Linked DNA regions of Gossypium hirsutum: region 2 is linked to region 1. The links are chromatin contacts, called in public Hi-C maps. All regions are on one chromosome and are shown on one strand. The core of a region is the stretch at or near the end of the contact, and the rest is flanking DNA. Distances in the headings are between cores, read along the strand shown. Region 1 holds the start of LOC121208476 (protein RALF-like 32). Region 2 holds the start of LOC107927609 (protein TIC 22-like, chloroplastic).

Region 1 (6,721 bases), core at 3,474-5,973:
TATTTTCAATATTTTTAAAATATATTTTATTAGACCAATAAAAAAAATCCATGCAAGACTTTTGTTATTAAGTTAACGACAAGAGTCTCTAAAATATTTAGTTTTAAAAAGTAAAGTGACTAAATCGGAAAACGTAATTGTTGGGTAACCAAAATAGAATGAATTGAATAGTTGGGTATCTATTCCTGTACTTTACCCTTATATATTTCAGCATTAAAATTTTAAAATTACATAAGCTATTAAGAATTTTTTATACATTAATATATTTTATCATTATTAAAAGATCACATTGACGTCTTGACTTGAATAAAATAATGGTAAAAACTCTTATTAAATACTCATCTGACACAGGTTTAAACTGTATGACCCGTCCATTCCCTCAACATTATATCAAAAAAAATTACACGTATTTTATCATTATTTTATGTTTAAAATTATATCAATTTTACATGTTAGCTCACAAATATTAGATATTTATTCATTACTAGTAAAATGCATTCTCTTCTTATGTCACTTCTTTCCTGCTCTCACACTCCTTACAATGAGTTTTCCATTAGCTTCAATGCTACATAAAACATTATAAAAATTGTAATAATTTGCAAAAGTAAGTAATATCTTATGTAATTAAATATTATAAGATTTATATTAATTTGTATGATTAAATAATGTTAAGTGCAATTAAAAAAATATTGTAATAATTTATATAATTGGATAAATTTTTTGTGTAATTAGTGATAAAAAAACATTATGAAATTTATAATAATTTGTGTAATTGAATTTGTTGCGTGTGTAATTACACAAAATATTACAACAATTAAACACTTACATAAAATATTATAAAAATTATAATAATTTATGAAATTAAGAAATACTTTGTGTAATTAGAGTTCATGGAAAACTTACTCTTTAACTCCTAAGTTTATTTCATTTTTTTCTCTTGTTATAGAATAAAATAGAGAGCCGATTTGAAAACTGAAGCCATCAAATTTTGACAATGCTTGCCATGATTTAAAAGGTTATTTTGGGCATAATTGTATTATATTTAGAATAAATTGATTTTAAATATAATGTTTTTAAGTTCATTAAGATATTTAGTTATAATATTATGAGTGGTTTAGACTTTTAATTAATTTTTAAATATATATATTTTGGGTTTGTGTTATTTCATATATTCAAGTTTAATATTCATCAGCTGTTTTATACTTGTATTATTTTTAAGGATGAAATCATTAAACTTGGATAGAATCTACTTTTAAATAGATTCAACTTAACCAAACTATTTAATTTATTAGAATTTTATTGAGATATATAAATATAATATTTAAACACACATTTATATTTATATTGTATTTCTATTATTTTTTGCGTGTAGGTTGTCAAAACCATTTTTTTGAAATTGACTTTTTATTTTTAAAAACGAAAATGAAAATGGGAGTCGCCACCAATCCTTTTTATGAGATGTGATTGGATTACCTCATAATTTGATCATTTTAATAAAATGTTTGATTTATTAAAACAACGATTTTTGGTTTACGAAGTTCAAAAAAATGAGTTCGAAAGTCGGTTACGCACAAGGAAGAGTTAGCACCCTCGTAACGCCCAAAATTAGTACCTAATTGATTGATTCGTGTCTTAGTGTCAAAAGTTGAAAACTTGAAAATAATTTAAAAATACGATCCCTCTTTGCATTAATGTTAATTTTGCTTACAAATTGCTTGAATTAAACGTTAAAGGCCCTCTCGTCTCGAGATAACAAAATGTCACATCTCGTAAGTTAGGACACGGCATTTTGAACCTTTGAGAATAAGTTTGCCTCTATTTTTTATTTGAAATCTTATGTACTTTAATTTTTGAAAGGATATTCGGTTATTCGAGTTCAATGAGAAAATCGAAACCTCGTAAGTTAGGGTACGATTTTCTCAAATCTTTCAAATATGAAACATTGCCTATTTTTTGAAAATTTTCTTTTTTTATGAATTTGGGTGAAAATTAATGTAATATTTAAAATGATATACAATATACGATAAAATATTATAATGACAATGATATAATTACAAAGATGAATACAATATTAGTAAATAACTCTCGATAGATAAGCAAAGCAATAAAACGGAAATGCATGATATAAAAATAAACAAACATAACATAAAAATGTTTAAAAAATGAATGGAACAATGAAACCATATATATAAAAAGAGGAAACAAATGATGAACGAAAGGATAAATAAGTAAATATTAGTAGTAAGAAAATACACGAATCAACAAGTATTTATAAAGAAAATATTAACCTTACAAACTTTAATATGTATACAAAGCGTATAGAATAATAAATAAATAAGTAAGTAAAATAGATATACATAATGTTAAGTTTAGATTTTTTTAAAATGTGAAAAATAATAAAATAGAAAAGACAAGATAAAAATATAAAAATAATAATAATAAAATGTGTAAATAAAGGAATAAATAATCATATAAATTCTAAATACAAGAAGAGTAAAGAACTAAATAAATAAATGAATGTAAAAATAAATATATAAAATAAAACAGAACAATATGCATATAAAAAATAAAAACTTGAAATTAAGTGAATAAAAGATTAAATTGAAATTGAAATAAAATTTAGAGTTTAAATTATAATAAAATAGATGAATAAACATAAAAAGGGACTAGATTGAGAACTTAAATGGAATTTAAAGGCATAAATCAGAATAAAATAAAATAGAGGACCATATTGAAAAGCGCGAATAACATGGAGGGACCAAATGGGGACATATTCCCCGCCCTCCGAAACGTACCGTTCCAAGAGGACCAAATCAAAACTAAAATAAAATTCTAGGGTATAAATTAAAAATAAGAAAAAACTGGATTAAAAAATTAAAAAATGCGGAAGGACCCACAAAACAAATAGACCATCTGGTCAAAAACGCGCAGACCTTAACTGGAACGAGTCGAGTCGATCCTTTTCACACCAAAACGACGCCGTTTAGTGCCAATGGGCACTAAGCCAAAACAACACCGTTTTGTATCACTATTTAAATTAAATTTTTCAGATTTTTTTTCATTTTAACATTCTTCTAAAAAAAAAACAAAAGAAATCTCTCAACTCTCTCTTGTTCTCCAGAATCTGGCCAAAGGGGGGTGGATTCCACGATGGCCACTGTCGTCGACGATAGGCTCCGCCCGTCTCTGGTGGCCGGAAAGCACCATAAGACCCCCATTTTGAACGTTTTGGCTACTGGAGCCTGGATCTGGAGATGGTTTTCATCACAACTCTGCCAAAAATGGTAAAATCTGAAAGAAACCCTTCGACTTCTCTCTTGTCACACCGAAAAAAAGCCGTCCATCATCGAGGACGACGTCCTCTCCCTCACTCGCGGCGATGGAAATCGAAACAAGTCGGTAAGTTTTAATTTTTATTATATCTTATGCCCTTCTTTTTTTTAAATGATAAAAATAAAAATAGATAACAGGTAAAATGAAGCAAATCACCTTTTGCAATTTCTTTTTTTGATTTCTTTAATGCTTTTTAGCCGAATACAAAAAGTTTGCTACTGTTTTTACTGTATATTTGCTTCGTTTCTGCTTTCCCCTTTTTTGCTTGTTTGCAGGCATTGACGAAGGCGCAGAAGGAATTTTTTTCCATTTCGGTGCAAGCTTGCAGAAGGACCTCGGGATAAGGCGCCTCGAGACAAGGAGTGGGCAACGTGGCCGAGGAGAAACAACGCGGGGGAAGCCTCTAAGGTTTTGTTTTACTGAAAATGTTTAATCACTTTGGGCCATTGGGCTTGTATTTGGGTTAGGGTTAATTTTGGGCTTCATTTATTTTTTTGGGCTTGTAACAAAAACTTGGATTTTAAAAAATTTTATTTTCTGGCAAGCCAGGCAAATTGGGCCTATTACATAGGTTATCATTTAATACATTAATAATTCATTGATTTTGACATCTTCAGATATTTATATTATGGTTAATTTTAAAATAATGACGACGTACTTTAACTATTATTACTTATGACACGCCCGTAATGTTGGTAAAATTTTTTATGTAACAAAATTATTAAAAAAATTGATATAAAAATAAAATATAATTTTAGTTAAAATGGTAAGATTAAAGTAGTGAAAATTATAATATTTTGGGCTCAAATTTCATAACTTCCATAATGTATATACGTTGTTTTTTTATTTATATAAAAAATAAATAAACACCCATAAAATAATATTTATTACTTTATTAAAAAAATACTAATTTTAAATCTAAATTAAGATCTAATTAATAAGTGTCACCTACTCAATATGGATTATACTCACCAAGTCTAATAATTAGTCATGGATTAAAAATTTTGGCCTATGCGACAAATATCATCGTCCCATCTCAACATGAAAAAGGAAAACATAAATCTTTAATATATCTATAATTATTTGTAAATTTAAATATTATGTGTTATGTCATACTTTGTGTAACATTTTTTGGGCCCTTTTACCAAGTTGATCCTCCAAAGTACAAAAAAAAAATAATAATAAATGGTGAAACAACTTAATAAATCGAGACCTATGAGACTCGAGGCCATATCTAACGGAGATGAAAATTTTATTATTCCGATCAAACCTCACCCTAAAAACTTCATTGTTTTTAATTATGAGATCATATGCGTCTAAAGAAAAAAGGGCATGATTGGGGTTAGGTGAAGTGCGGTCCTGAGCTTATTCGTCCGTAATGGAGCTTCCACTAGTGCCACTTTCCGAGAAAAGAAAATGTTGTTTTAAAGTTCTAAAAAGTTCTCAACTACTTCAATTTTCAATGTCAAACCAAAGCATACAAATCCAACATTATGAAATCTCTCCATTTCTTCTTCCTTCTGTTCTTCTTCACCTTAAGTTGTTTTAGCCAAATTGAGTCCTCAACCGTTAATGATGTGCTCATGCACTGCAATGGATCTATCAGAGTGTGCAATGAAGCAAACGAGATGCTAATGGAGTCAGAAATAAGCCGCAGGTTTCTAGAACAGAAAAGGTATATATCTCCCGGCGCACTTAAAAGAGATCAACCAGTCTGCCGCGGTGGTGCTGGGGGTGAAGCTTATAGTAAAAGTGGCGGCTGCCTCCCAGAACCATCCAACCCTTACAACCGAGGATGCTCCAAGTACTATCGTTGTAGGTCTGATTCATGATCCGAAGCCGGTCACACCCATTACAACCAAAAATATGAAATTTTCTTGTTCAACTAATATTCATTTACATTCCAAGTATACCATGTTTTTACAGTATTCTTTAATCGTTATAATTGTTAATTAACTCGTTAATCAATTATCATCCTTCTTAAATTATTCAATGTTATCTATATCTTTGTCTTTGCTAATATAAGCTTAACAAAGCAAACTAACTGTTAGAGCATTATCTCGATGAGGGTGGCTCACACGACAGTACCGAGAATTTAAGGGTTCACGACCATATCGAGAGTTATAATGGGGTGGTTTACACAATAATATTGAGAGCCACAATGGTTTACACAGCAAAATCGTGCCCAAAGCCATAATGAGAACCTAAAGGTATCACCTTGCATCCATTCTCTCAACGAAGCATAAGTTTGAATCTCCAACTTTTTAATTTACATGATTTTATCTATTTAGATTTTATTGAGGGAAACTAATTTTTTCGAAAAAAATATCTTCAAAGCGTCGTCTGTTAAGTAGTTAGAATTGCCCTCAACAATCAAAAGTATTGTCCTCTTTTAGGATTTTGTTTTCCAATTTCATGAAAAACCATATGAATTCACAGAGTGAGCTCCTTAATAGAATAGATATATATCCGTAATCTCATGAAAAAAATAAAATATTAATAATGGAGAATACACACAAAAATTCAAACCACCAACCAAAACATAACATAACTAATCTTTTCCTTGAGTTAATTATTGAAGTGATACCATATAGTAATATGCGGGTGTGAGATAAGCACAAGTTAAAAGTTATAAAATGCTTATCTTTTAAATATATATACATACCAACACTCCCATACTAACTTGTTGGTCAATATTTAAAGAAGTGAAAAACAGCCAGCACGCACTGAAATTGTAAGACTTTTAAAATGATTCAGTTCCTCTCAATCTTTCACTTCCGGTTTTTTTGTCACTGTTATACACCTTGTCTTACGGGTGGCCTACATATTGCCGTCTCAAAGAATTTTAATGGTCAATATCTGTTACTATTATGTTACCATGATCTTCCATTTACTATTACATTTTTTGTGATCTTTCAATTATATATATATTCGATATTTATGTTAAACACACATCCAAACATATATGACAATATATAAACTTTTAAATCTATGAAAAACTCTTTTAACTAAAAAGAGAAAATAGATGTTCCAACATACCACCGAGCTCTTAGCTAAGTCTAATGCAAAAGAATACAAAGTTTTAGATAGGGAGTTGTTCATTTTTAGTTCCAATGATAAATTTCTGGACTATGATAGAGAATAAGAAGACTATTAAACATGACTACTGGGAATATTCATGAAATATAATAATCATATATATCGTTCACATATGTAGAATAACATTTCCTGAAAATCAATCATACTCAGAATTGTAGCATAGTAAATATCCCAATGAACCAAAATTGTGGATCTACTTGTACGAAAGCTTCCATACCTCGCGTACATTAGAGGAACCATCGGCAACTTCAGTAACAAGAGTTGCAGCCATAACACCTGTAGGATCAAA
Region 2 (6,359 bases), core at 2,286-4,785, 650 kb after region 1:
AACTGGTCGATAGCTCTTATTTTGACTTCTTAGTACCAAGCTCCTAGACTGAAAACCAAATATTTCAACAATTTCAAATCTTGCATAATCAAATAAAGGTTGTGCTCAGATATAAATGTAACAAATAAAACTACAGAAACACAGCTGTTTTCTCCCAAGTAGTGATGTTTAAAGAAAAGGCAGCTAACTAGTAACAAAGACCACCAGGCTTCATGGCCCCACAAAGCTTAGGGTCAAATTCCAAAACCATTAACCCAGACAGAAATTGGATAATATGGTCAAGACTACCTCAAATTAATTTTAATATCCCATACCATATGACAACAAAAAAGATGTTGCAATTGATTATGCAGAAACCCAAAGCTTTGAGAGATGACATGATTATACAGAAAGGAAGAAATATGAAGAGCAACAAATATTGCAGCAAAAAGGCTTAATAAATTTTATAAATCGCATTCTATTCTAGTACGATTACTATATGCCCTAAACACATACAAATACATGCTAACGTATTAAACACTGCTAGAAAGGACCTGGAAAACTGGAACACCCGGGAAGCTATCATCAGAGAAACCAGCTCTTTCCCTTTCCTATTCAAAGAAAAAAAAATTGTTGCATACATACTTAGCATGCATTTTACAAACAATAAGCAAGTTGGTAAGCATGAACAGAAATAAAAAAGAGGAGAAAGAAAAAAAATATATGGAATGAAGAACAGAAAAAACAATTAACCTTTGTTACCGGGAGAAGAAAAAGCAATCTCATAAACGTTATGACCATACTTGGAACCATTCAAAATCTACCAGAGAGTAAATTACTGTGATTTCTTTCAACGTAATTCTGAACCAAAATCCTCACTCTATACTTCATAGCTGATATAACTACTATCAATCAGCATAACCAGTGTTTTAGAAACCGAACCAAAGATTAAACCGGTTAAGCCCCAGTTCAAACGGTTTGATATCAAATCACTAATTCAGATCCCCTCTCGATTAAAGAGAATATGAAGAAAAAAAAATATTAAAACTTCTCAATCTCCCCTCCATTGTTCTTCTCTCCCCTTGCTCTGTTTTATCTACTTTAGCATCTATTTTTCCTTAAATTCTTATTTCTTGATTTCAAGCCAATTTGGTTCATATCAAAATCCTTCTATAGTTAGTACCCACCAAATTAAGAAAACCCTGCATTCCCAATTCATGTCAAGCTGTGCCTATCCACAAAAAGAAAACCAAATCCACCATTCAATTAAACTCTTTCTTTTTTTATTTTACCAAAAAAAATTCAAACATCGCAAACTAAATTTTATCTGATTGGTTGAATTGTAATGGATCTCTAGAAGATACTTTGATGAAAATAAACCAAGTTTTCTAGCAGATACTTTGATAGAAATAAAGAAGAGGAGATGAATATGGCTGCTAGAAGGAAAGAAGAGAAGATGAAGATCTTCTTCAATTGGGTTCAAAAAGTCTGACTCAAATGGGTTAAAAAGCCTAAAATCAGTTTTTCTACTTCTTTTTTTTTCCCTCTTTCTTGGTCTGGTTTTCCCATTTTTTGTCCAATTCTCTCCAGGTTGATAAATATCCGGTTATGTATGAGATGATAAACCGCTGGATCTGCTGGTTCCCAGTTGAACTGGCCGGTCTGGTCCGATTTTACATCATTGTGTAGAACCTTAACAACTTTTGAAATAATCACAAAGGTAAAGCATTTTAGTTTTTAAGTGATTCACCAGCTTTCTTAGCAGGTTTCTTAAGAAGAGGAAAAAAATTACTGGTGCTATAAGAAACTGACACTTCAGCTACTTATAACTACTTATAAGTGCTTCATTCAGTTTGTCGTAGAATATCAAAGAGGTAAATAACTTTTCTATAAATTAATTGAACCCCAATAAAAAAGCAATTGTCATTTGGCTCTGCTAATTTAACAGTAAAATCACACCCAACAATTACAACGATCCCATAGGAGAAGTATATTGAAAGTTATAACCAGACAATCTAATAGTGGATAAGATAAGACTCCAAGTATGACATTTCTCTACACAGGAAATGAGAACATGCAAACTAGTTTCACACAAAAGGAATAAATAAGATAATCACTTTTGAATATACTGTTTGGCTCAAGTCCTCATGTCAGACATTTTCCTTTGTCAGGATTATTAAAACATATCATATCTTTTGCATGAAAGAAAGAACAATAAAAAGTTATAGGATTCCTACATCAATCTTGAAACTTATAAGAACCCAAAATAGAGAGCATAAAATTCATTCTATCCACATAACACAAAGACTCACAGACAAATTAGCTCATTTTATAACAAACTACTCACTCTAAGTGCATTCTTGATCTGAGTGGACTCTGGTACCAGCCTAAGTGCCACACCAGCAACCTGCAGCTGGACAACCTGCAAAACCCCCATATCCAAGCATGACTCCTCCAACATTTATCTCATTCATATAAACCAAACAAACAATTAATTACACAATGAAAAAAAAAAACCAAATTAGTTAAGATTTAAAGGCACGGTAAGTTAACAATCTAATAACAGGCTCGATTTCGTCTTTTGCTTTTGCGGCTTACTATTTCCTTGCTCAAAATGTTGCTAAAAAGAAATATTAGAAAGTAAAAAGCTCAATCCTATGTCACTACAAGAACAAACAGCTGAAGCTAAAACATTTTCAAATCTGTTATTTTATCTTTTATATCTAAGAAAATGGCAAACACAAGTGGGAAACAGACATTAGCCTCTTAATGGACTCCATAGTCCATAAAACTTTGTACATTTTCTACACAAATTCAATCTATCAAACGCATTTTGAAAAATCCAAATAGAAAGAAAGAAGGAAAGAAAATAACCTTGTTAAGAGCAACAGCAACCACTTTAGAACCTCCTTTTCGCATGCCAGGATCCATATTCTTCATCTGTTCCAAAAGAGCCTCAGCGTCCTCCTTCTTGAAACACAACAACCCAAGTGATTTTTTCGTCGAAACACCCGAAACCAACACGAATTCCTCCTCTGAGTTACTCAAGGCATAGACCGGAACCCCAGCCAATCTCTCTTCTAATTTCTCTGCCGGCATGGCATCACCGTTTTTTTTACTCAAAGCAATCTGGGTCTTGCTAGAATCAGCAATTCGAGCAAAAACCGGCCCTTTTGGAGAAAAAGAAGGCGGATTAAAGTGAGAAAAGGTGGAGTTAAAAGCGTCCATTAACTGATTTTGAGTTTGTCGGAAGAGAGAAGAGCAGTGGGTCTGGATGTTCGAGAAGGCTTGCTGGAGGTCTTGGAGAGGAGGGGTTTGTTTGAATGGCGAGAAATTTTTGGGGGTTTTGGAGTTGCTAGGGGGGTTCATCATTCTTTCCTTTTTGGTTCACGGGAAAATTTAGGATAATATCGGAGAAAACAGTGAGCTTTTGTAGTTGGAATCAGTTTCGGGGATGAGTAGGGAGCGACCGAAAGGAGGGAAATAGAAAAAACATTCATTTGCCGGCGACAAGCGAGAATTTAGAAATATGGGCCGGACGGGTGGGTTGGACCTTTAGAACAAAATTTTTAACCCTCGATCCAAATTAATATCTATTAATAATAAACTCTTCAACACCTCATATCATCATCTTGCTTGAATCACTATTTAACTCGTGATTAATCGGGTGGGATAAGTTAGTCGTTAATTCAGTTAAATTACGAATCGCACGATTGATTTTTCATGTTTGGGCCCAAAATTTTGACCCAAAGCAAGGAAAAAAGTCGAACTTAAACCAAGCCCAAATACAAAAAAGTTTTGAGTGCGTTAACAATTGGTATCAAAATTTATGGAAACATAAAATGAGCACTAAGTCTGTGAAGTAGAGCATCGAGGACCCAACCAACTTATGGGCCAAGCCTGCTTATTCTCTAATTATTTTGAAATAGAAATTAGAGATAGCTGTTATCAAGGAAAGTTGGTTATATTTGCTACCCACAAACTCAATTGTATTGATTAATTACTCAATCTATCTAATACTATGAATTACTTTTTCTTCAATTATAACAATATCATCCTTTTCAATAATGGTGATAAAGTATATTGCCATTTTTTGAAGCATGGTCATTCGAAAAATAAAGTAAAAAATTTACTTTTGGGACAATATTACTATTTTTTCATAATTATAAAATCAAAATCAAATTTTAAATTATTTTTAAATACTATTGAATTATTTGAATACAAACCAAATGTTTAAAACTTATTTTAATTTTAATCATATATTATTTTGAGATAAATGCATTATTATTTTTAAATAAACTAATGATATTTTAAAATAAATAAATTAAATTACATGTTTGTCAATAATAAAATAACTTTTTAATTATAAATGTTATTAAAAATATTAAAATTAATAAGTTTTTTATTTCATTTCATTCCATAATTTTAAAAAATATCATCACATTCTAAGTAAAATATTTAGTTTAACTAAACATATTGTTTTAGTCACTTTAAGTTGATAATGGACTATAAGGATTTTTCACACCCCAAGGATGATGGAAGGCTTGCAAGACATAGGGTAACTATAAGGGTGTCCAAATTTATACTTCAAGACGCTCTTCGATGCTTAATTCATAGCAGAGGCGTAGCCAAAGGGGTAGGAAGGGGCCTTTCCCCCCTCCCTCTTAACTCAAAAGAAAATTACCTTTATAATCCCTCCCAAAATTAAAAAAAAAACAATTTAGTTCTTCTTAACATTTGATTTAATGGAAAAACCATAATTTTAGCCTTTTTTGAAAACTTCAATACAAAAATTTTATATTTATCTCCCTCCCCAAATTTTATAATATTACCTCAATCTCCTTAAACAAAATTTCTAACTTCACTCTTGATTCAGAATAAGGAACAACAATAAGTTTAAGAAAATATTTAATAAGAGTATGAGTAAGAAGTGAACTCAAACCTTAAACTAGTATACACGATACTTTTTACACTGAAGGAATCATGGGAGCTTGGCTAGTGTGATAATGTATAAATGTTTGAGGCTTAGGGTGGGTTTGGGATGACAGTATGGTGCGGTGCGGTGCGTTTAGGTTACTTTTTGTCTCACGCTACAGTATCTAATCTCACCGCCACACACTAACCGCAGGTAAACGTACCACCCATCCAAACTCACCTTTAGCCGTTCATTACTTGGGACTAGTTGAGGTCATTGTCCTATTGGCAAGGTTGCCCTACAATTCACTTGTTACTCTCACCCCTTGATCTTTGGCAAGTATTGTAGTTGATTCAAGAGAAGTGCTTGGTAGCCGCCCATTGTATGACAACTATCAATTATGGAGATTCTTTTCTCTTAGCCTAGGTAATATATTTTGGCTTGGTGCTCATTCCTTTAGGCTTAATATCTCTGATATAATACGTATCATTATAATTTTTATAGACTTTAATTGTCATTACTTATTTTTACTAAATATTATAATCTTACATTTTTAATAATCATATTCTCCACAATCACATTTCATAAAATTTTTAATATAAAAAATTTTAAACATCACTCAAATATAAACTTGATCTAGAATCATCTTTCTCTTCTCTTATAAAAAATACAAGAGATAAAATAAAAGAAAAAAAATAATTAAATTTAGGGGTGATATCCGTTTAATTTAATTAATTTTTAAATTTTTTTTAAACTGTCTATCATAATTTAGTTCAATTTGATTTGGTTCTCAATTTTTTTATATTAATTTTTAAAAAAATTTACACTTATTTTAGTAAAATGAATTGTCTAAATTTTTTGTCATAAACATGTATAAAAAATAAATTTTCAAATTTTTTTGAATTTATTATTATTATTTTAAATATAAAATATTTACTTTTATATTATAAAAAGTTAAAAATTAAATAAAAAATAGAAATAAGTTGGATTGTGTATTGAAGTAATCAAATTATAAATTAGAATGATGATTGAAGCTTTATGGAATTTGAAAACAAAAGTGTTTGATTCTCGCACAAGAAAAAGGCATATTTGTCATTTAGTCATGAAAGGTGGTTGTAGTGGTTGTTGCCAAATAACGGGATTTGTATAGAAAAAGAAAGCAATATAAGCGTAAAGTGGAGATTGCGTCCTATGCGGGGAACCTACCTACATATCACTATTCCTTTCATCACATATATTTTTCTCGATTTTTAAATATTAATATTTTTTTAACATTAATTTTATTATCTGTTTTTCTTAATTCAATATTTAAAATTATTTATAGTCTTTACTTAACTCTTAAATAAAAAGATAATGCGCAATAAAAAAATAATGTGCTCTAACGTATTCGAATTTACATTCTACTATATTGACAACAATATCAATATCAACCAAACTAATACGCAATTGACAATAATGGAATTTT

What was found. Hi-C and Micro-C count contacts between places; a contact is called where the count stands out from the background.
Region 2: a contact with region 1 is called in a Hi-C map of leaf, with 2.3 times the contacts expected there. The contact joins the promoter of LOC107927609 here to the promoter of LOC121208476 in region 1. A contact is called at or near these places in 3 of 34 Hi-C or Micro-C datasets (all in leaf).

The regions. Positions count from the first base shown.
Region 1 is chrA10:72,702,306-72,709,026 of Gossypium_hirsutum_v2.1, forward strand. It overlaps LOC121208476 (protein RALF-like 32), which reads left to right and starts at 4,724. Exons shown (of 1, transcript XM_041079183.1): 1 at 4,724-5,301. The coding sequence starts at 4,827. The coding sequence ends at 5,165. It overlaps LOC107915103, which reads left to right and starts at 3,053. Exons shown (of 2, transcript XM_016844239.2): 1 at 3,053-3,399; 2 at 3,609-3,935. The coding sequence starts at 3,255. The coding sequence ends at 3,766. LOC107915101 (histidine protein methyltransferase 1 homolog) reads right to left here. Exons shown (of 11, transcript XM_041079182.1): 11 at 6,360-6,708. The coding sequence ends at 6,626.
Region 2 is chrA10:73,357,210-73,363,568 of Gossypium_hirsutum_v2.1, forward strand. LOC107927609 (protein TIC 22-like, chloroplastic) reads right to left here and starts at 3,536. Exons shown (of 8, transcript XM_041079327.1): 1 at 2,854-3,536; 2 at 2,327-2,401; 3 at 534-590; 4 at 1-48. The coding sequence starts at 3,351.